4 separate regions of the Mus musculus genome follow, and all the other regions are linked to region 3. A link is a contact called in public ChIA-PET and promoter capture Hi-C data. All regions are on one chromosome and are shown on one strand. The core of a region is the stretch at or near the end of the contact, and the rest is flanking DNA. Distances in the headings are between cores, read along the strand shown.

Region 1 (5,316 bases), core at 160-2,659, 530 kb before region 3:
TAGATTTAGGTGGTCCTCCTGCCTTGGCCGACAGAGTGGCTGCGACTGCAGGTTTGGACCACTGCGCCTTGCTTCACAAGCCAAGCTGAGGGGGCAAGACCTAGATAGGATCGGACTGAGAAGAATAAAGAATAAGGGCTGGAGAGATGGCTCAGAGGTTAAGAGCACTGACTGCTCTTCTGAAGGTCCTGAGTTTAAATCCCAGCAACCACATGAGATCTGATGCCCTCTTTTGGGGTGTCTGAAGACAGCTACAGTGTACTTACATATAAGTAATAAATAATATAATAAATAAATATTTTTTTAAAAAAAGAATAAACTACCTGAGGTCACAGAGCAGTCACAAAAGGACCTACTAACCACAGGGCATATTTTTTATTTTTATTCCTTTTAAGTTTGTATGTATGGTACCACATTGTATAGGTAGAGGCCAGAGGACAAATCTTGGGGGCGAGTTTTCTATAGTTTCCATAGTGTGGATCCCAAACTTGGTGGAAGGGCTTTAACCTACTGATCCACCCTACTAATCAATCCACTTTTTCCTTTGTGTGTGTGTGTGTGTGTGAGAGAGAGAGAGAGAGAGAGAGAGAGAGTGTGTTTTGTTGTTGTTGTTTGGGTCTCTCTGTACTCTGTATAGTCCTGGCTGTTCTGGAACTCACTATGTAGACCAGGCTGGTCACAAACTCAATGGAATCCTCTTGCCTCTGCCTCCTGCTGCTCAGACCACCATACCTGACTGTTCCTTCCATGTGCACTTGGGGGGGGGGGTGCACTGTTTTTGAGACAGGGTTTCTCTGTGTATCCCTTGCTATCCTGGAACTCACTTGTGGACTAGGCTGGTCTTGAACTGGAGTCCTCAATATTTAGCCTACCCTCTCGTTGAACTCAGAGCAGTCCTTCTGCCCAGCCTCCTGATTGCTGAGAGTACCGAGATGCCCTCTTCAGAAGCCTCATGTCTTTCTTTTTGTTCCTCTTTGTTCTGAAGATTTATTATTTCTTTTTTTTTTAAAAGATTTATTTATTTATTTATTATATGTAAGTACACTGTAGCTGTCTTTAGACACTCCAGAAGAGGGCGTCAGATTTCATTACGGATGGTTGTGAGCCACCATGTGGTTGCTGGGATTTGAACTCAGGACCTTCGGAAAAGCAGTCGGCGCTCTTGACCACTGAGCCATCTCGCCAGCCCAGATTTATTATTTCTATGGGTATGTGTGCAGGAGTCTGCTGAGGCGGTGAGATGGTGTTGGATCATCTAGAACTGAAGTTACAGGCAAGGCTCTGAACTGGTTGGTGTGTGTGTTGGGACCAAATCCTGTCCCCTACAAAAGCAGTCTTAAGCACTGAGCCATCTCTTCAGCTCCTGGGAAGTGTTTTATAGGAATAGAGAATTGTCAGAGAACCAGGACTAGGCCAGAGGTCACCGGGCTTCTGACCAAATGACAGCTGGGTAGAAAACCCACTTCCTAGAACAATTGTACTCTCGTTCCAGTTTATCTAAAATTGTTCCAGCACTTTATCACGAATGTCATTTTTGCCAGGAGGAGACTATGAATTGCAACAGCTAAAAAGCAAAACAATAAAAGCTTTGCCCTGAGCCAAGTTTGGAACTAAGGAACTAATTTTTTTCTTTCTTTTTTTTAAAAGAGGTTTTTTTTTTTTTTTTTTTTTTTTTTTTTTTTTTTTTTTTTTTTTTTGGTTTTTGAGACAGGGTTTCTCTGTGTAGCACTGGCTGTCCTGGAACTCACTTTGTAGACCAGGTTGGCCTCGAACTCAGAAATCCACCTGCCTCTGCCTCCCAAGTGCTGGATTAAAGACGTGCACCACCACCGCCCGGCTTTTATTTTTTCTTTTTTCTTTCTTTTTTTTTTTAAGATTTATTTATTTTTATTATATGTGAGTACACTGTAGCTGTCTTCAGACACTCCAGAAGAGGGAGTCAGATCTCATTTCAGATGGCTGTGAGCCACCATATGGTTGCTGGGAATTGAACTCAGGACCTCTGGAAGAGCAGTCACTGCTCTTAACCACTGAGCCATCTCTCCAGCCCCCTCTTTTTTTTTTTTTTAAAGAGATTTTAATTATTTATTTTATACAAGTGAGTGCTCTATTTGTTTATGTGCCTGTGTGGTGCCAGAAGGTCCCATTACAGATGGCTGTGAGCCATCACGTGGGTGGTAGGTTCTGGGAATTGAATTCAGGGCCTCTGGAAGAGCAGACAGTGCGCTTAACCACTGAGCCATCTCTCCAGCCCCTGGAACTAATGTTTTCTATTTTACCTCTTTTTTTTTTTTTTTTTTAAATAAAAGAAAAGAAAAGGGAAGTTTTACAAGAACAAGCATCCTGGCTGGCTCAGTCAGAGAGACTGAGCGCACTCTTAACTTCCTGTGGCAGGATTACTGTCCGAGCTGTTAGGATTCATTTCATACTTTGTTCAGCAGGAGACCAAAAGGCCTGTGATTTCAGCATTTGGGAAGCTGAGGCAGGAGGACCAAGAGACACACATGTTTGGGCTACAGAGCATGGGAAAATAAGTCACAAGGCTTTTCTTCCCATGGGACTTTCTCATCATGGGGCTGGAGAGACAGCTTTCTGGTTAAGAGCACTTTGTGCTCTTCCAGAAGCCCTGAATTTGCTCCCAGCCCTTACAACTATCTGTAACTACAGTTCCAGGCAATCTGGCACCCTCTTCTGGCAGCCGTGGGTACTGCACACATGTGGTACACAGACTTGTAGACACTCATGCACATAAAATAAAATGGAAAAGAAGACAGTGTCACAGGCCTGTGACCCAGCTACTCTGGAAGCTCAGGAGACAGGAGGATTGAAGGCCAGGGCTACAAGCCTGGGTAACTTAGTGGGACCCTGCCCTAAAGTACAAATTATAAAATAGGATGCTATTATAGCTTAGTTACAAGTGCTAACCTGCCGAGCGTGGTGGCGCACGCCTTTAATCCCAGCACTCTGGAGGCAGAGGCAGGCGGATTTCTGAGTTCCAGGCCAGCCTGGTCTACAAGGTGAGTTCCAGGACAGCCAGGGCTACATAGAAACCCTGTCTCAAACAAACAAACAAACAAACAAACAAAGAGTGCTAACCTACCAAGTGTGAGGCTCAGAGTTCAAATCTCTAATACAACCAATAATAATAATGATGATAATTGAACCCTTTTCTAGTTCTTAGAGCAGCACCTTATCTTTTCTGTCTCGTGTCTTTTTTTTATGTGTGTGTTATTTTTGTTTGTTGTGTGTTTTGTTTTGCTTTTTGAGACAGGGTCTCATGTAGCCCAAGTTGACTTAGAATTCCTTCTGTAGCCCCCCCTCAAAAAAAAAGACCTTGAACTTGGGACTCTCCTATTTCTGCTTCCTGAGTGCTAAGGTTATAAGCACGTGCCACCATGCCCAATACCAGCTTTTATTTTGTGTGTTGGTAGGGGTATATTTTTCTAATTTTTAATTTTTTTTTAGATTTATTTATGTATGTGAGTACACTGTAGCTGTACAAATAGTTGTGAGCCTTCATATTATTGTTGGGAATTGAATTTTAAGACCTCTGCTCGCTCTGGTCAACTCTGCTCGATCTGGCCCAAAGATTTATTTATTACTATACTAAGTACACTGTAGCTGTCTTCAGACACACCAGAAGAGGGTGTCAGATCTCATTACAGATGGTTGTGAGCCACCATGTGGTTGCTGGGAATTGAACTCAGGACCTCTGGAAGAGTAGCCAGTATTCTTAACTGCTGAGCCATGTCTCCAGCTTCCTGTGTTTGGTTTTCTATATAGGTTCTCAGTGTGTAACTTAGGTCAATCTCAAACTCCTACCCTTCTCTGTCTCCTTGGTATATGCCCTTCAGCTCAGGGATTTTCTTTTTCTTTCTTTAATACACACACACACAGACACACATATATATTGTTGTTGTTGTTGTTGTTTTGGTTTTTCGAGACAGGGTTTCTCTGTATAGCTCTGGCTGTCCTGGAGACACTGTAGACCTGGCTGGCCTCGAACTCAGAAATCTGCCTGCTTCTGCCTCCCAAGTGCTGGTATTAAAGGCGTGCGCCACCACTGCCCGACATTGAAATGTATTTTTATCTCATATACATCAGTGCTTTGTCTGTATGTATGTCATTGTTAGGGTGTTGGATCCTCTGGAACTGGAGTTAGAGACAATCGTGAGCTACCACGTGGGTACTAGGAATTGAACCTGCGTCCTCTGAAAGAGCAGCCAGTGCTCTTAACCACTAAGCCTTCCTTCTCTCCAGCTGGCTCATGGGTTTCTGGTTTAGCACTGCTGTAAACTCAGCAGGTATACGGCCAGGCTTTTGTTGGGGAGCCAAGGGCCGTTGGGTGTACTTATAACTTAGACTGAAGAGGCAGCATGGCTAGGTTCAGGGGGAAGAGAAGAACTTTACAACACTTCAGGAGAGGGTTTTAGGAGGCTCACTAGTGCTTCAGCCCCCTATCTTGCTCCTACATAGTGGCGTGTTTGCCGGGGGGCCGGGATGTGTGACCCTGAGATGTGATTTGGAGTGAGTCAAAGGATCTGTGTGGAGGAGAGTCAGTGCTGGGATTTGACATTTGTAACACCTAGCTTCTCACTAGCTATGTGAACAGGGCAAATGTGTATAAATAATTAACTAGGAGCTGGTCATGGGTGATGACACGCACCTCTAATCCCATGGCTTGAGAGGGAAACGCAGGAGGATTCTGAGATGGAGGCCAGCCTGGGCTGTTTTGGTAACTGAAATAGAAAAACCGGACAGCAGGCACCACTCCCAAACCCAGAAGAGCAAAGCGAATGTTGGAATTCTTGCAGCAGGACCTTTCTTACAGAACCCCCCACCAGGGCCGAGAAGGCCCCTGTGCCCAGTGCTGGTGCATCTCTGCTGCTGATCCGGGTACAGCACATGCAGGGGCTGGGAAAACAGAGTCAGGGTTCCAGAGCTGCTAGGGAACTGGACCTGCCCTGGTGAGGATCTGGGAGGCAGCGAGCAGACCGGAAGCAGTGCACTTTCCCAGAGCTCCAGCGCTCCAGCAGCCTTGGAGACAGGAAAACTTTCCAAGAAGAGAACCTTAGACACAGTTCCTCACGAGGGAGAGCTCCAGGCAAAGATCAAGATGGAGACCAACAAGCCAAGGATTGTGACTGCCAGATAAGGTCAGCAAGCCGTCTACCAGATGTGGATCATTCCTTCCTTGTACCAGGGAGGTGGGACAGTGGACACAGAGAGGAGCTCTTGGGCTCCCACAGAGGGTCCCAAAGAAACAGCCCTGGTGCGTAGACTGTGTGAAGTGTTGCCAATTTCCCCGTACCATAG
Region 2 (5,265 bases), core at 1,903-4,402, 600 kb before region 3:
GCCCTGTCTAAGCCTAAGTTGCAGTTTAGTTACCTTCAGACTTTCCAATAACCAACATGCTCCAAGCCACAGACTTGGTTACTATAGGTAGCAACTCAACAAGCCAGTCGCTCAGGGCTGCCTCAGACTTTACTCAGCCCAACATAAAACAATGTGGTCAGAACTGTTTTCATTGTACTAGACTATGCTACTGCCCCTTCTAATTAATACCATGTCCATTGAGGTACATACTTATCCAAAGGGACCTAAAGTTCTAGGTGTGGCAGTACACACCTTGTAACTTCTCCTCAGGAGACTGAGAAGGGTAAGCCAGTCTGGGATACATGCAAACTCTTACACTTCTTTAGCTACTAAAGCTTCACTAGAATGCCTTGCTGAATAGACTCGGGTCCATTTTTATATTTATGCACACTAGCACTCCTTAGCAATGTGACTTATCAATGAGTCGCCAAATACACAGAGAAGTAGGAAGACTCGTAGTTAGAAGGGGCTCAACGATTATTCAACTATATGTAAAGAAAAAAATCCGTACTGGTTAGAGGCAGATGGATCTTGAGTTTGAAGCCAACCTGCTGCTCTACAGTGGGAGTTGTGGCCAAGGCTACAGAGAAACTGTTTCCCCAGGAAAAAAACTCCAAACTTACTAGTTTATTTGTAAGGCCTATTAGAAAGATCCAAAACAGCAAACTTAAAATTTCAAATATTCTAAAACCATGGGAACAAACATGTATTGTAGTTATTAAGCCCACCCATGAACCACAAGCAGATTTTGTCAGACTCATGAATTGTGTCAGCAAATACTTGCATTTTTAGAGTGTATTGGATGTTCAAATGCTTTCTGTACTTTAGCCTTTTCTACCAAGCAAATAGCTGAATCTAGGAATCTCGATTCCATATGTATTAAAAGCTTTGTATATTCAATTTAGGTTTGACACTTAGTTGAATAAACAAGTTTATTTGTAAATTTAGTCAACATACATAATTGACCTAAAAACTTCAATAGGATACTTTTAAAAACCACTTGAAGGCCATCTCTATAAAAGGGATTTTGCCAGTATAGTAACCAGGTGTAACCTAACCCATCTTCATTGGCAGAGGTCCAAGAAGTTGAAGCTGTGTTCTTACTCCCATGTTTATAAACTCTACAAGGAAAAACAAACCTTGTACAGTTTTCCCCCTTAAAGATTAAAAAGAAACGAAACCGAACTCAATCTAGGCCTAAGACCAAACACAATGAAAAGCTGCACTAACTAGATTAGTAATAGATGATGCTGGTGTGAATAGCTTGTTATTTTACTCTAGAGCCCTTATAAATAAAATCCCCGTTAGTGTTGTGTTACCAGCCAGAGGGTCAGGGGTTAGTGAACATGTGGTAGAATGAGGACTTATGCAAGGTTTAATACGCATAGCATTTTTCTACTGTTAAAAACAAATGCAGTCTAGTCAGGAAATACCAACTGGACTAAATTACACACACCTTAATGACAAGACTCCCCACCACTTGTGAATGTAAAACATTTAATTTAAAAATGTTGAACACTACAATATATAAAATAGCTATTATAAATGCACATAGTGTATTCTATAGCTGCCAGGTTTACTTTTTTTTTTTTAAAGGAAACTGTTACACTGTGGCTAAAACTTGTATCTTCAACCTTTGAAAAAGCCCACATTCTATCACAGTGATGTATGGTTAAACACTTGGATCAAGTCATAACCAGTTTTATTGCAAAAGGACCCTGTACACATTTATCAATTCTAGTACCTTAATAGCTACCCAACAAGTCATTAACATACAGAAACATGCATCATGAAAAGCAAGAAGTATCACCCATCCCTTCTGCGTATTAGCAACTTGTCACTCCTGAGCCACAGTGCTCACATCACTGAGGTCTGTGAACAGTCAGTCACTCTTCCCATTCATCCTGAGTGAAAGATGGAATGACTTAAGTACAAATGCAACATATTATAAACAATTTCTTACAAAAAAAGTCACAAATTAAACCAAAGTATTTTACAGAATTTACTACAAAATGCCATAAAAACCGCTTCAACTTAAGCTCTCTCCCCCCGTATCCGGCGAGCCAACTGGATGTCTTTGGGCATGATGGTGACTCTCTTGGCGTGGATGGCACACAGATTGGTATCTTCAAACAACCCCACCAGGTATGCTTCGCTAGCCTCCTGTTGAGGACAAGAGCAACAGCATTAACACTCCTACTGGAGCAATCAAGCCGCCGCCCCGAGTGCCACCAAGCCTTTTGTCCCTTTACCTGAAGGGCACCGATGGCTGCACTTTGAAACCTCAAGTCGGTTTTGAAATCCTGGGCGATCTCCCTCACCAATCTCTGGAATGGCAGCTTCCGGATGAGCAGCTCAGTCGATTTCTGGTAACGACGGATCTCTCTCAGAGCCACGGTCCCTGGCCTGCAGTCACCAGAAGAAGGAAGGCGTCAACGGTCAGGGAGAAGGGAGAGAGCGCCCGCCCGCAAGCCGGCGGCCAAGTCATTGTTCCCAGCCCTCTGCCTACCTGTAGCGGTGAGGCTTCTTCACCCCGCCGGTAGAGGGCGCGCTTTTCCGAGCCGCCTTGGTGGCCAGCTGTTTGCGGGGGGCTTTCCCACCGGTGGACTTCCTAGCGGTCTGCTTGGTTCGGGCCATTTTTTTTCACCTGCGAGACAAGCGACGTTCAAGGCCAGGTCACCGGGCTCCGGCTGCCAGGCGCCCCTCCTCGCCGCAGCAGATGGCGGCCGCCGCCTCCTCCCCCTCCCCTAATGACTCAGGCTGCGCCGGGCTGCGGCCTCCCCCGGGAGGGGGAGCGCGGGGAGGAGCAACTTCCCGCTCCACGGGCGGCCGGAAACACCGCGGCGGGACCTGTGAGTCACCACCGGGAAGCAGACAGGACGGAGGTGGCGGAACGCGACCGAACTCGACCTCCCGGGCTGCCTCACCGACCAGACCGTCGGCTGCCAGCGACCGCGGTCCTAAAAGCCAGGGAGGCTCCGGCCGCCGGCAGAGCCGCGAACTCACCCAAAGCCGAGTCTGGGGCCCTTGCTGAGACCGAGGCGACGCTGGAAGCGCTCGAACAAGAGCCGCAATCGGCGAGCAGAACGGGCAGATACTCCACCAACGAACGACCAAACCGCTCTGCGCTCCAAGCCCCCCGACGCCTCCATATTTATAGAGACGCTGCACGCTGCGTCAGTGCGTCACAGAACCCTGATTTGCATACACCAACGACTTTTTCGATTGGCGGGAGCTTTCGCCGACGCGCTGACATCTCCCGACACAAAGGCCGTACTTCGGGGCCGTTTCCTGATTGGCCGGTGTTCAGGCCACTGATTGGCTGTTACAATTGCTTCAGGATTGGCTGGATGCAAAGAGGAACAGACGAATCAGAGTTTAGCACTAGGGAGCTCTTCTGATTGGATAAAATGGAGCTATGTTTGGATCCTTCTCTTGGTTCCAAAGCTCTACAATAGAAAGTCAATGCAAATGAATTGCACTAGTCTCCTGGAATTTAAGAAAGTTGGGTCGGCAAGAGTCTACGACTTTTTTGCATCAAGAGACCATTTTAGAGAGATTTTGCGTAAATATAATAATAGTAATTATTACTATTATTTTAATGTAGGATGAAATTATTCCCTGAATAATTTACTTTCTGTAATTTTCATCGTTTAATATAGTATGAGAAATGTAATCCAGTCAGTCATCTTACAGCATATAGTGTTTTGTGCACTGTAAATGCATACACATTCTAAAGCATAAAGCAATTGTTTGATGGGGAAGGGTAATAGACACAAAGAATCAAAATTCAAAAAAATTATTTCCGAGTTGGGTGGTGCTGCAGGCCTTTAATCTCAGCTTTTAGGAAGCTCAAAGGCAAGCAGATTTCTGTGAACATGAGGCCAGCCTGATCCACAGGGGGTGGGGGGTTCCAGGCCAAGCAGACCTACCTACAGAGATCTTGTCTTTTATAAATCCTGGTTTGTTTGTTTTTTCTCCAGGACTACATAAACCAAGCTCCAGGTGCATGAAGGTAATATCAGAGATGGAATCAGGATCCAAAATTCAAGGTCATTCACAGCTACTTAAGTCAAGGCCAGTCTAGGATATATAAAACAGTTTCAAGAAAACAAAAAACAACAAAAGGGGACTGTTCCTTGCATCCTAGCGCTCTGGAGGCAGGCAAAGCCATGTGAGTTTAAAGGCAGGACCACACCAGCAAAAGCTACCCAGGGAGACCGTGTCTCAAAACAAAACAACAAATACCTATTTTTGCATGTTTAATTCAGGCCATCACAAAATATTTTATTTCAATGTACTTAGAGTTAATAAGAAGTTGTCAGGCATGCTGGCACACACATTTCTTTAATCCCAGCAACCTGGAGACAGAGGCAGGTGGCTTTGAGGCCAACCTGGTCTACATAGAAATTACAGAATAGCCAGAGCTACTTAGTGAGTCTCTGTCTTAAAAACCAACCAAAGGGGGCTGGTGAGATGGCTCAGTGGGTAAGAGCACCCGACGGCTCTTCCAAAGGTCTGGAGTTCAAATCCCAGCAACCACATGGTGGCTCAAAACCATCCTAACGAGATCTGACTCCCTCTTCTGGAGTGTCTGAAGACAGCTACAGTGTACTTACATATAATAAATAAATAAATCTTTAAAAAAAAAAAAAAAAAAAAAAAAACCAACCAAAGAAGTAGTAATTACCTGCTTGTATATTTCTTGAACTATTTAATTCGACTGCATGAAATAAATACACCGGAAGAGTAACAACCTCAAGAGGGTGTCATGTCCATAAGGAGAAGATAATATAAAAAATGGGTGTCCTTGTGTAATATTTGGTAATTATTACTTATGTCAAAAACCTGACAGATTTTAGAAAGATGTCTGAATGTTTTGCCTGGTTGGTGCCCGTGGGAGTTAGAATAGGGTACTGGATTTACGGTTGGTTGTGAGCCACCATGTGGATGCTGAAAATTGAATCCAGGTCCTCTGCTAAAGCAACAAGTGCTCTTAATTGCTGAGCTATGTCTCCAGCATTATAAAAATACCACTTTTGGGGACAGGGATTGCGGTTGCAAGTTTGAGTTTGAGGCCAGCTTAGTCTACAGAACAAGTTCCAGGACATCCAGGGTTACATAGAGAAACCCTGTAAAATCCCAGTCTTTATCTTGTTTAATGAATTATCAGTATAATGAAATATTCAAATATAAGACAACAAAGCAAGTCTAAGTGTTACCAGTCAAAGCCCAGAAAAGTGA
Region 3 (4,828 bases), core at 214-2,713:
CTGGTGTAAATAGCTAGGGGAGTCAGTTCTGTGTTCAGAAGGAAAATTCCAGTTGGTCACATGGCATTCCGCTATCCGGGAGACCTCAGCTCATCCAGCTTTGGGAAACTCCATGGGAACAGAGCTTGGTCCTGCCCTTCCTCCATCCCCAGGGCTACTCTGGCTTACCTTGAGCTTATCCTGTGTCTGAAGCTATCCTGGGTAAAGTACTACAGACCTGTGCTTCGAGAGAGCCACTGTTCCCAGCTTCTCCTCCACAGGGCCAGTGGCCAGCCAGGGCGAAGCCTGCCCACCTATCTCTTTATCTCTCACTGAGATTCGTCCTGGCCCTTCCCAGCCCCTGGAGAAACTTAGGTAGGGAGAGAAATTCACAAGAAGTACCCTAGTGGGCTGGTGGTCATAGGACGGTCACTCAATGTTGACTTTTGAGGGGCCAGATTCTGTACTGTGGGGCAGACCTGTGATGGCCAAGTGTCTCCAGGGATTGTCAAATATCCTTAGCGGGCAAAAGCACCCCTAAGCTGAGAACCACTGCTTGAAACCAAGTTTCATTTTCTTCTCCCTGACTACAATCACAACAGCACAACATAGATGCTGGGGACAGTATTTCACCACAAGATGTCACCCACACTGGAACCCCCAATGCAGCTGGTTGAGAAACAGCAACCGCTCCACCTATGAGGCAATCCCTCAGGTACACCTCACCTTCGCTCTCTATGTCCCGGCCCTACAGACTCGCGGCTCGGTGTTTCCTGGAGTTGAATCAAGGTATGGACCTGGCTTCCCTTCTGCCCTGGGGTTGTGGTAGAGACCTGGGCCCTACAGACCTTTCGCTCCCTAACTTTCAATCCAATGCAGAAACATCAGCTGGGGGCCCAACTCTCCAAACCCCTCGGTCCTTAAGCCAGGACTCCTGAGTACACTTTCTGAGCCGCGGACTACTCTGGCGGTGTGAGCCTTCCCCATCCCCCACCCCCGCACCTGTTACTACCACGGCGGCGAAGCTCCACGCACAAAACGCTGCCCGAGGACTTTGGAAGTTCACCCGGGAGACAGGGGAATATAGTCTTAAGGTCTAAAAGGGATTTCTGGTTGGAGGCGGAGTCGCATGTTCCAACACTGGGCAGTGCCCTCTCTTCCTCTCTGGGCTTTTAAACTTTTGCGCAAACCACGCGCCCAGACATCTGGTGACTGTGCCCCGGGGAACCCCTTTAGGCGTCCTGGTCCCAGCAGAGGCCAAGGATCTGCGGGAGGGATCCAGCGGTCCCGCGGGCACAGAGTCCAGCCTCGGCCTCTAGGGCGCTCTGCGGGGCGCACAGCCCCCGACCTTCCCCGCGGCCGAACGGGGCAGCCCCGTGAATCCCTGGCCACCCGCGGCCTAGCGGACCCGAGCTCCGCCGCACCCAATTCCCCGTGCTCACCTCTCGGAGGCCCCACGTCCCGGGAAGCGGCTGAGAGCAGAGTGGGCAGCGGCGGGGCGGCGGCTACAAGGCTGAGCGCCAGCGCTCCGCCTCTTCCCTACCTGCGCGAGGGCGCAGGGGCGGGGACTGGGTGTGGGCGGGGCCTCATTGAGGCGGGGCTTCTTGGTGTGTGGGCGGTGCTTCGGGGGGCGTGGTCGGCCCGCGGCTTCTGCCTGGGCTTGTAGCTCCTGCTGCTCCACTTATGGCCACATTTAAACACTTGCCTAGCACACAGATCTTAGGTTCGATCTCCAGCAACACACGCGCTCACACGGACACACCCCCATAACAACCAAGCAAAAACCACTCAATTTCCCCTTCTCTTTCTCGTGTGACCTCAGGCTCCTTTGACTCCAGGAGCCTCGACTAGGCTTGCATCCTTTCCAGAATCCCCGATCGATCGCTGCAGCTACATCGTCTAGGAAGCCTTGGCCTTCTCTAGCTGCTGTCTCTCCTTCGTCCATTAGAATGATCTCTCCTCAGGCCTGGCATCCCTTCTAGGCCAGACCGGGTCCTTGCTGGAAGTTGGGTCTTGTCCCCTTAACCACCCCAGGACTAAACACAGAGCAGTTGGAAAGGCAACCGAGGTATATGCTAGTTCTTGGGACTGTCCCTTAGGAAACTGTGAATGTTGCTCTGCACCCAAGGACACAGAGGCTTCTTGCTAAGGCTGAAAGCTGGCTCTCACAGTAACTGGCAATAGATGCAGAGGAAGGCCCTCCACATCTCCGTGTCATGAACAGCCCCCAGGCCCAGGCTTTGGATACTCTAGCCTGGCCAATACTGACCAAGTAACTTGCTTTGTTGGCTGTAATGAGAAATAACTATATATGACTCCAGCTAACAGAGCCGGGGGTTCAAATCCTGATCTGCCATTGACTGCTCCTGTGGTCTTAGATGAATCCCCTAAGCCTCCTCGGTCTCAGCTTTCCCCTCTCTGTGTGGTAGCAGTAACAGGGAGCATTTGTGGGGCCCCTGGCTCTAACTAGCAGCTGCTGTTATCTTTGCTATTATTAGTAGTGGTGACGGCCGGCCCTCCCTCAAGTTTAAGCCACAGGCTTTTATCCTCCTTAGCCCACGTCTCTAGCCACCTTGAGCCCATAGGAGCTGGGCTGTGCCTCCTCATCTCCCTCCTGGACCCAGATATCCCTCCCTTAACTCGGCTCTGGGTGGTGCCATCTTGTGATGTTCTTACCCACTTCCTGGTAGAGTACCACTCTTCATGTTCGCGTACCTAGCCCTGTACGAAGGCCTACATTTATGACACCCTGTCCAACACTCCCATGCTCCCACCTACGAGCACTCGCCGGACCTGTCAGCTCCTGAACAAGAACAGCAGGCCGGAGAAGGGCAGGGGGTGCCACTGATACAGATGCCTAGGGCCTGGGTTAGCCCCTCACTTGGGATTTGATGTGGAAACTTACGGCAGGCAGGAAATGGCAGAGGAACGAACTAGACCTGTACCCCCAGGTCTGGAGTCCCTATCCTCAGCCCCTGCACCAATGGCCTCAGTCTTTCTTTCTGAAGTCCTCGCCCAGCCAGAGAGTATGGAGAGACCACCACCAGGGGGCGCTGCAGCAGAGCTGCTTTCAGAGGTGAGCCAGGTCTCTGGGCTCTTGTTGCTCTTAACCACCCTGCCCCCAGTCTGCCACGTTGGTGGGTTGGGTAGAGCAGAGGTTAAAAGCACTGACTGCTCTTCCAGAGGTCCTGAGTTCAACTCCCAGCAACCACATGGTGGCTCACAACCATCTGTAATGGGATCTGATACCCTCTTCTGGTGTGTCTGACAGCTATAGTGGACTCATATAAATAAAAGAATTTTTAAAATTTATTTTATTTTTTTATTTTCAAGATAGTGTTTCTCTGTGTAGCCCTGGCTGTCCTGAAACTCACTCTGTAGACCAGGCTGGCCTCCAACTCAGAAATCCTCCTGCCTCCCAAGTGCTGGGATTAAAGGTGTGTGCCACCACTGCCCGGCAATAAATAAATCTTAAAAAAAAAAAAAAAAAAGTGGGGCAGGGGAAATAATTATATGGTTGGAAGCTTTTGCTGATGTTGCAGAGACCCAGGTTCAGTTCCCAGCATGCACTTGGGATCTTGCAGACAGCCTTAACTCAGTTTCAGAGATCAAATGCCCTTCTTATACCTCCACAGGCATGTACATCATAATACATACTTAACACATACATACATACATACATACATACATATATGACACAGGCAAAACACTAATTCATGTAAAAATAAATAAATAAAATGTGTGTGCACCACATGCTTAGAGCTTTAGTTACTTCCTATTAGGCAGGGTGGCAAACTTCTCCTTCCCAGTCTCCAGCCACGGAAAGGCAAGGCTGGGGCAAAGACAGATAATAACCCCAAACTTGGGAGCTGTTTCTCTGAAGCACAGGCAGGGAGCCATTTAGTGACCCCTCCACATATCCTTAGGAAACCATGCTGAGAGCGGCAAAAGAACCAGCCCTGGGGGTTGGGGTGCAGGTGGGAGGCTGGACTTGCCTGGCATGCGTGTGAGTTCCATCATGTGAGGATCATTCTGTCTGTCCCATGGCAGCAAAGAGCATCAGGCAGAAGAGGCACCGTGGGGCTGCTGGAACCATTCAGGCCCAATCCACCTCTCAGCCTGGCAGATGCTACTCTGGCACCTGGGCTGGGCTGGGCTGGGCTGTGTCCTCACTGCTGGACGGTTGGGCTGTGTCCTCACTGCTGGACGGCTGGGCTGTGTCCTCACCCCTGTACGGCCAAGGACGAGAATATGCATGATGCTTCGGTGACATCAGAGACTTGTGCCATGCCGCCCTAGCCCTGGAGATGGAGAGATCACAGACTTGGCTGCAGTAAACCACCTCTCCTGCCTGGTGTGGGAGAGTGAGAAACAGTTGGGTGTAACGTGTGGGAATGTCACATTGCAGCTGTTAAAAGCAATGAGGTAACTGTGTGTTGATAGGGAATTATCTCCAAAATGCCCTTGAGTAGAAAAACAAAAAGTGGAATGCATACACTTGCTATGTTTTTATAACTTAAAAAAAACTGTAAAAAATTGAAATAAATACTGAAAAAATTGAGACAGTACTTTGCTCTGTAAAGCAGACTGGCTTGAATATTTTTTTATTCCCTTATCTTGTCTTGAGACAAAGTTTCACTATGTAGCCTTGGCTGGCCTGGAATTTACTATCTAGCCCAGACTGGTCTCAAATTCACAGAGATTCACCTGTCTCTGCCTCTGCCTCCTGGGAGCTGAGGTTAAAGATGTGAACCAGCACGCCCAGCTGGCCTGCAACTTTTTTGTTTGTTTGTTTGTTTTTCCATACAGGGTTTCTCTGTCTAGTCTTGGAACTTGCCCTGTAGACCAG
Region 4 (4,715 bases), core at 1,917-4,416, 550 kb before region 3:
GCTGGCCTCTCGAGCTCAGTGTCTGCCTGTCCCTGCCTCCTGAGTGTATGCCACTAGCGCCAGGCTTTTTCCTCCCTTTTGATTTTTTTTTATCGTGGGTCCAGTATCTTATTACGTAGCCTTGGCTAGTCGGGAACTCACTATGTAGACAAGGCTGGCCTCAAATTCACAAAGATCTGCCTACCTCTCCCTCCCAAGTGCTGGGATAAAAAAATTCAGCCAGCATGGTTTCTCCTTCCACAACACCACTGTACCTTTTTCAAGGAAGGGCTGCAGTGTCCCCTGGCCACTGCTCACCCAGAGCAGCTGACTCTCCCTGCTTACTACTATAGAGCAGACTTAATATTTATGTGGCAGGGTCTTGCCATGTAGCCTCGGTTAGCCTTGAACTTGCCATCTTCCTGCCTTATCCTCTTGAGCTAGGGTTACAGGTATGAGGCACTATATCATACAGATGTATGACTGGCGTTTACATCATGGGTCTGTCCTACGTGGATGAACCCTGGGAGGCTGGGGAGGGGACACAAGGTCTGCCTCCTCCTGAGAACCAAGGGCTAAGCTGTGTCTCTTGATTCAGGAAGATCTCTGATCCTCTTTTTTTTTTTTTTTTTTTTTTTTATTTATTTTTTTTAAAGATTTATTTATTTATTTATTATATGTAAGTACACTGTAGCTGTCTTCAGACGCACCAGAAGAGGGCATCAGATCTCATTACGGGTGGTTGTGAGCCACCATGTGGTTGCTGGGATTTGAACTTCGGACCTTCAGAAGAGCAGTCGGGTGCTCTTACCCACTGAGCCATCTCACCAGCCCCCTCTCTGATCCTCTTATCTAGAAAAACCTTATACCCTGAGGTGCTGGAGAGAGATGGGAGCAGGAAATAGAGGGTGGCTGGAACAGGGCCACGTACAAGATAAAGGTCTCGTCCCAGACGGGATTAAGTGTCTGGCTCTTGACTTGGGTGCGATGGGTCTCCTCTTCCGGGATGGTGTGCTTCACCACTGCCTTCTGCCGACGTCGGGACACAGGGCTGCCCTCTGCTACACCAACCTTCTGCTCGATGCCCAGCAGGCAGTAGGGGTCGCTGAACCCTAGGAAGGTGTGAGAGACAAGACTCTAGGGAGTCAGCCAGCTCCCCTTGAATTCCCATCAGCCCCACTGGGGCCCAGCCTCCTCCCGAGACATCTGGATAAGGTCCCTGGAGACTCAGCGTCTACATGCAAGAGGCTAGCAGCTCGGGGATCTTTGGAAGAGCTCAAGGCCAGATTATGATGGGGAGAGGAGGTTTTCAGGGACACCTTGACCACACTCACCGCTGACATCTTTTCCCAGAATACCCTTGGCCTGTTTCACTGTGGCCTTCAGGCAAAATACTGGCTTCTGTAAGGATGGGAGGGGGCTGCCTGAGTTCCCCTGAGGTGACCAGCTTTCTTCCCGCGCCCCTTCCTCAACCAGCGTGCCCGGGACCAGTTTACCTCGAGCTCCCTGACGCGCCGCAGCATCTGCTGGTGCTCCTCAGGCTGCACCTGGAAAGCCTGAAGGGGGCAGAGGTGTGGGAGGCTGGGGAGGGGACACAAGGTGGTGGGGAGAGAGGGCCGAGCCTTGGCTCATCCTAGGAGGATGGGTGAGGGTGGAGGCTGGGTTTACCTCCTGCAGATAGCTCAGCAGTTCCGAGGCCTCCTTCACATGGTTGGGCTCTGGCTGACCCAGGCGGTGCAGGACAGTATAGAGGGCTTCCTCATACAGCAGGTCCCGCTGAGACATAGCAGGGTCCCATCATCACCCAGAAGCCCTCCCTGAGACCCACACCTCTGGCCCAGGAAAAGGGACAAAGTGGCAGATGTCCAGTGAAGGTTGAGACACAGCGTGTTCTCTACCAGGCTGCTGCATCCTCAGACTCTGGGGGCTGAGGGGCCTCCTCCATCATCCCCCACACTCTCCCAACATCTCCTCTTACCTCCTCTGGGGAGAAATGGTGGGACTGAACCTGGACCTAGGAGCAAGGTAGAAAGACACGGCGTCCCTGGAGGCCTCTCCAGCCAGCCAGGAAGGGCCATGCCTAAGACAGTGGAACCCCAGCACCTCGGCCTCTGGGCCGACCATGTCCCTCACCTGTTCCAACATAAGGCTCTCTGAAGGGCTGACCCCTGGCCCATCTTGCCCATGCCCTGGCCCGCCATGCCTGAGGTCCATGAGTGTTCAGGCCCAGCTGTGGGCTGTTTAGCACCTGCCCCCCTCTCCTTCCCCAGAGGAAACAGCAGTGCTTATCAGACGGCCACCGGCTCCTCACCCCAGCAGCGGAAGTGAGGCCTAGCAGCAGAAGTGGGTGAGTTGGGGGAGATGGCAGGCATGTCTTTGCTAGCTCAGAGGGGACCCCCAGGTAGCCCACTGTCATTGGAGATAACTGTTTCGTGGGGCTGGAACCTTCAAAGCTATAGGAACAGGGTGGGCCTGGAGTACAAGCCCACCAAAAAGAAGGGACTGGAGAAACCCACCGTGGCTCTGAGGATACTTGGTGGACCCCTCTGCCCACCCACAAGTACCCCCAGGGCCGTAGAGGGCAAGCGGGTGGGGGCCTGCCTCCCACATCCAAGCCCCACTACTACTGAGCACCCCCGGGCTGGCTCTTGCCCCTTCCTGCAGTCACTCCTACCTCCTGGGTGGCTTGGGGTGGTGGATCCTGCAGGTCTCTGACCCTGCGGCGCCTTATCTTGATGGCCTGGCGCAAGAGTGGACGCCGCTGGGGGTGGGAAAGGTGTGTCGCCATGGTGGTTGGCTCTGCCCTTCACTCTGCCACCCCCTGGCTGCGGCCGGGTGGAAACAAGGAAGCCGCAGGGTGATGCAAAGGGCCCCCGGGCTACACTCTGCTGGGGAGGGTGGAGGAAAGGAAGGGTCAGGGTGTCACTGCCTTGGTGGGGCCTTCTCCAAGCTCCCAGCAACACCCTTCAGCCTTCATCCCCGCCAGATCTTCCTCAGCCAGGAGAAAGTGGGCACAGTGGGCAGGCAAGCCCCACCCACCGTCCCACGGAGGCTCTGGGGAGAGTCCAGAGCTCCTGGCAACGGGTAAGGCCAGGCTAAGGCCGCTGCCTGCTTCAACTATGCCTGGACCGGGGAACCCACCCGCCCACCGGAGACCTGTGGTGTTCTCACCCTAAGGTTTTCTGAATGGGCCCCAGATCTGGGGCAGGGTGGGGCAGGCTCAGGGCGGTGGCTCCAGAGAGGCTAGAGGCAAGAGGCGTTCCTCAGCCAATTGCTCAGCCTGCTCCACCCCACAGGTGACATTCCAGGCAAGGGACAGAACTACTTTGTGTTAGCCAGAGATGGGGAGGAGAGGAGATGAGGCCTCGGAGCAGTCTCTGTGCGTGGGAGCATTTTGATCTGGGATCTCCCACAGCTCTCTGGCTCACTGTGAGTGGGGTGCAGGTCCGGCTTAAGGACTGCCATATTCCACCGTCTTCTTTCCTGGGTAAGGTGGCATGAAGGCACACACTGTGGTAGCCAGCCCAGCGACCCTCCCTCGTAGAAGTCCTGGCACGCCTGTGCTCAGGAGGGGAGCGGGAGGAGCAGATGGGACACAGGCCTCGTCCTGGCCCCCGCTGGCAGTGGGTGGCACAGACACCATCCCAGGCAGGTGCAGGGGCGTGGGGGCTCTGTGGGAAGGTTGAGAACCAACCACTCGCACTGAGACGGAAACCGGCCTTCTAGCCCCGCCCCCAGCAGCCCGCAGCCCCTCCTCCGGAAGACCTCACCCTGGTCACCACACAAGAGTCAGAGAACCTCCAGTCACTTCGTTTTTACTATTTCACAGTTGTAGCAAACAAATCAAGGTGCAAACAGGGTTTATTTCACATTAATATATTAACTGGACATTTTGTGTCAAATAAATAGGAATTCTCTTTAAATAACCATCTCCTCATTTTGTGTCTGGACCAGGAACGAACAAGAGCAATTCTTAGTGCATCCAGGGGGCGTGAAGCTTACAGAGGGGCAGACTGCAGGTTAGAGGTCACATAGTTGGAAGGCCTCAGTCCCAGATCAAAGGGCCTGGCGGGACAGACATGCATTCTCTATCCCTCCTGCAGAGCAGCCCCCTGTAAAGGGGAGAGGAGAGGAGGCGAATAATTCCCAGAAACAGTAGCATAGGGGCAGAGGGGCTTCCTCTGTAACACAGTGGCTTCACCTCTGATGCCAGCCACTGGAAGCGCCCAGCAAAATCCCTGGAAGCTCTCACAAAGAACAAGGTGGCCGGGTAAGTGTGACTGGACTGACAGTCTGCTGGGACAGCGGCCTTCCAGAGCCAGGAGCACACCAGGGGTAAGGAATGTGAACAGGGTTTGGCAGGGCCTGTTGGGGAGACACATGGCTGGTCTTAGGAGCCCAAGAGATGAAGAACAATGGTCACCAGGCTGAAGGGGCTGGGCAGCAGTGAGGAGTGGCCAGAGAGTCCCTCTGTATGGGTGGGGGCTAGTATCATGAGGAACGAGGGTCACCCCGTGCTCCTGCGAGCTCCAGAGATGGTGAAAGGGAAGCTGGGAAGAAGAGCGCTGTGAGCTGAGCTAGGGCGAGAAGCTGGGACGTGCCTCTCAGAGGCCAGGAGTTCCACCTTTCTATCAGGGCTAGCTCCTGCTAACTTTATACTCAGGCCTGGGGAAGAACAGGGCCCTCCCTGGCCTCCTGGAATCCCAGATGCAGCCCCACGGGAGGCCCAGGAAGGG

What was found. Promoter capture Hi-C pulls out the DNA fragments that hold promoters and counts their contacts. ChIA-PET counts read pairs in DNA pulled down with a chosen protein or histone mark.
Region 1: a contact with region 3 is called in a promoter capture Hi-C map of pre-B cells, with 3 times the contacts expected there. The contact joins the enhancer-like site here to the promoter of Rhbdf2 in region 3. A contact is called at or near these places in 4 of 39 promoter capture datasets (the 3T3-L1 cell line, hippocampal neurons, pre-B cells and 1 more), 1 of 484 Hi-C or Micro-C datasets (reprogramming fibroblasts), 1 of 115 datasets of contacts at active chromatin or transcription factors (embryonic stem cells) and 1 of 9 other capture datasets (embryonic stem cells).
Region 2: an RNA polymerase II ChIA-PET map of memory CD8 T cells shows a contact between it and region 3, with 67 read pairs. The contact joins the promoter of H3f3b here to the promoter of Rhbdf2 in region 3. A contact is called at or near these places in 15 of 39 promoter capture datasets (the 3T3-L1 cell line, 3T3-L1-derived adipocytes, the C10 cell line and 7 more), 1 of 484 Hi-C or Micro-C datasets (embryonic stem cells) and 4 of 115 datasets of contacts at active chromatin or transcription factors (bone marrow-derived dendritic cells, effector CD8 T cells, large pre-B cells and 1 more).
Region 4: a promoter capture Hi-C map of stem cell-derived epiblast-like cells shows a contact between it and region 3, with 2.5 times the contacts expected there. The contact joins the promoter of Unc13d here to the promoter of Rhbdf2 in region 3. A contact is called at or near these places in 2 of 39 promoter capture datasets (pre-B cells and stem cell-derived epiblast-like cells), 1 of 484 Hi-C or Micro-C datasets (reprogramming fibroblasts) and 2 of 115 datasets of contacts at active chromatin or transcription factors (embryonic stem cells and large pre-B cells).

The regions. Positions count from the first base shown.
Region 1 is chr11:116,094,257-116,099,572 of GRCm38.p6, forward strand. No RefSeq gene overlaps it. Among named protein-coding and RNA genes, the nearest start is that of Wbp2, 9.9 kb to the left of the region's middle. Within about 2 kb of position 1,410, at least 30 of the 459 cell types and tissues checked have an H3K27ac peak or open chromatin away from gene starts, as enhancers often do.
Region 2 is chr11:116,021,352-116,026,616 of GRCm38.p6, forward strand. It overlaps H3f3b (H3.3 histone B), which reads right to left and starts at 3,153. Exons shown (of 4, transcript NM_008211.3): 1 at 3,028-3,153; 2 at 2,531-2,668; 3 at 2,274-2,427; 4 at 610-2,184. The coding sequence starts at 2,658. The coding sequence ends at 2,056.
Region 3 is chr11:116,622,757-116,627,584 of GRCm38.p6, forward strand. Rhbdf2 (rhomboid 5 homolog 2) reads right to left here and starts at 1,464. Exons shown (of 19, transcript NM_001167680.2): 1 at 1,422-1,464.
Region 4 is chr11:116,074,795-116,079,509 of GRCm38.p6, forward strand. Unc13d (unc-13 homolog D) reads right to left here and starts at 3,167. Exons shown (of 33, transcript NM_001009573.2): 1 at 3,151-3,167; 2 at 2,654-2,867; 3 at 1,958-1,993; 4 at 1,648-1,755; 5 at 1,476-1,535; 6 at 1,314-1,380; 7 at 911-1,091. The coding sequence starts at 2,767. Wbp2 (WW domain binding protein 2) reads right to left here. Exons shown (of 8, transcript NM_016852.3): 8 at 3,777-4,715.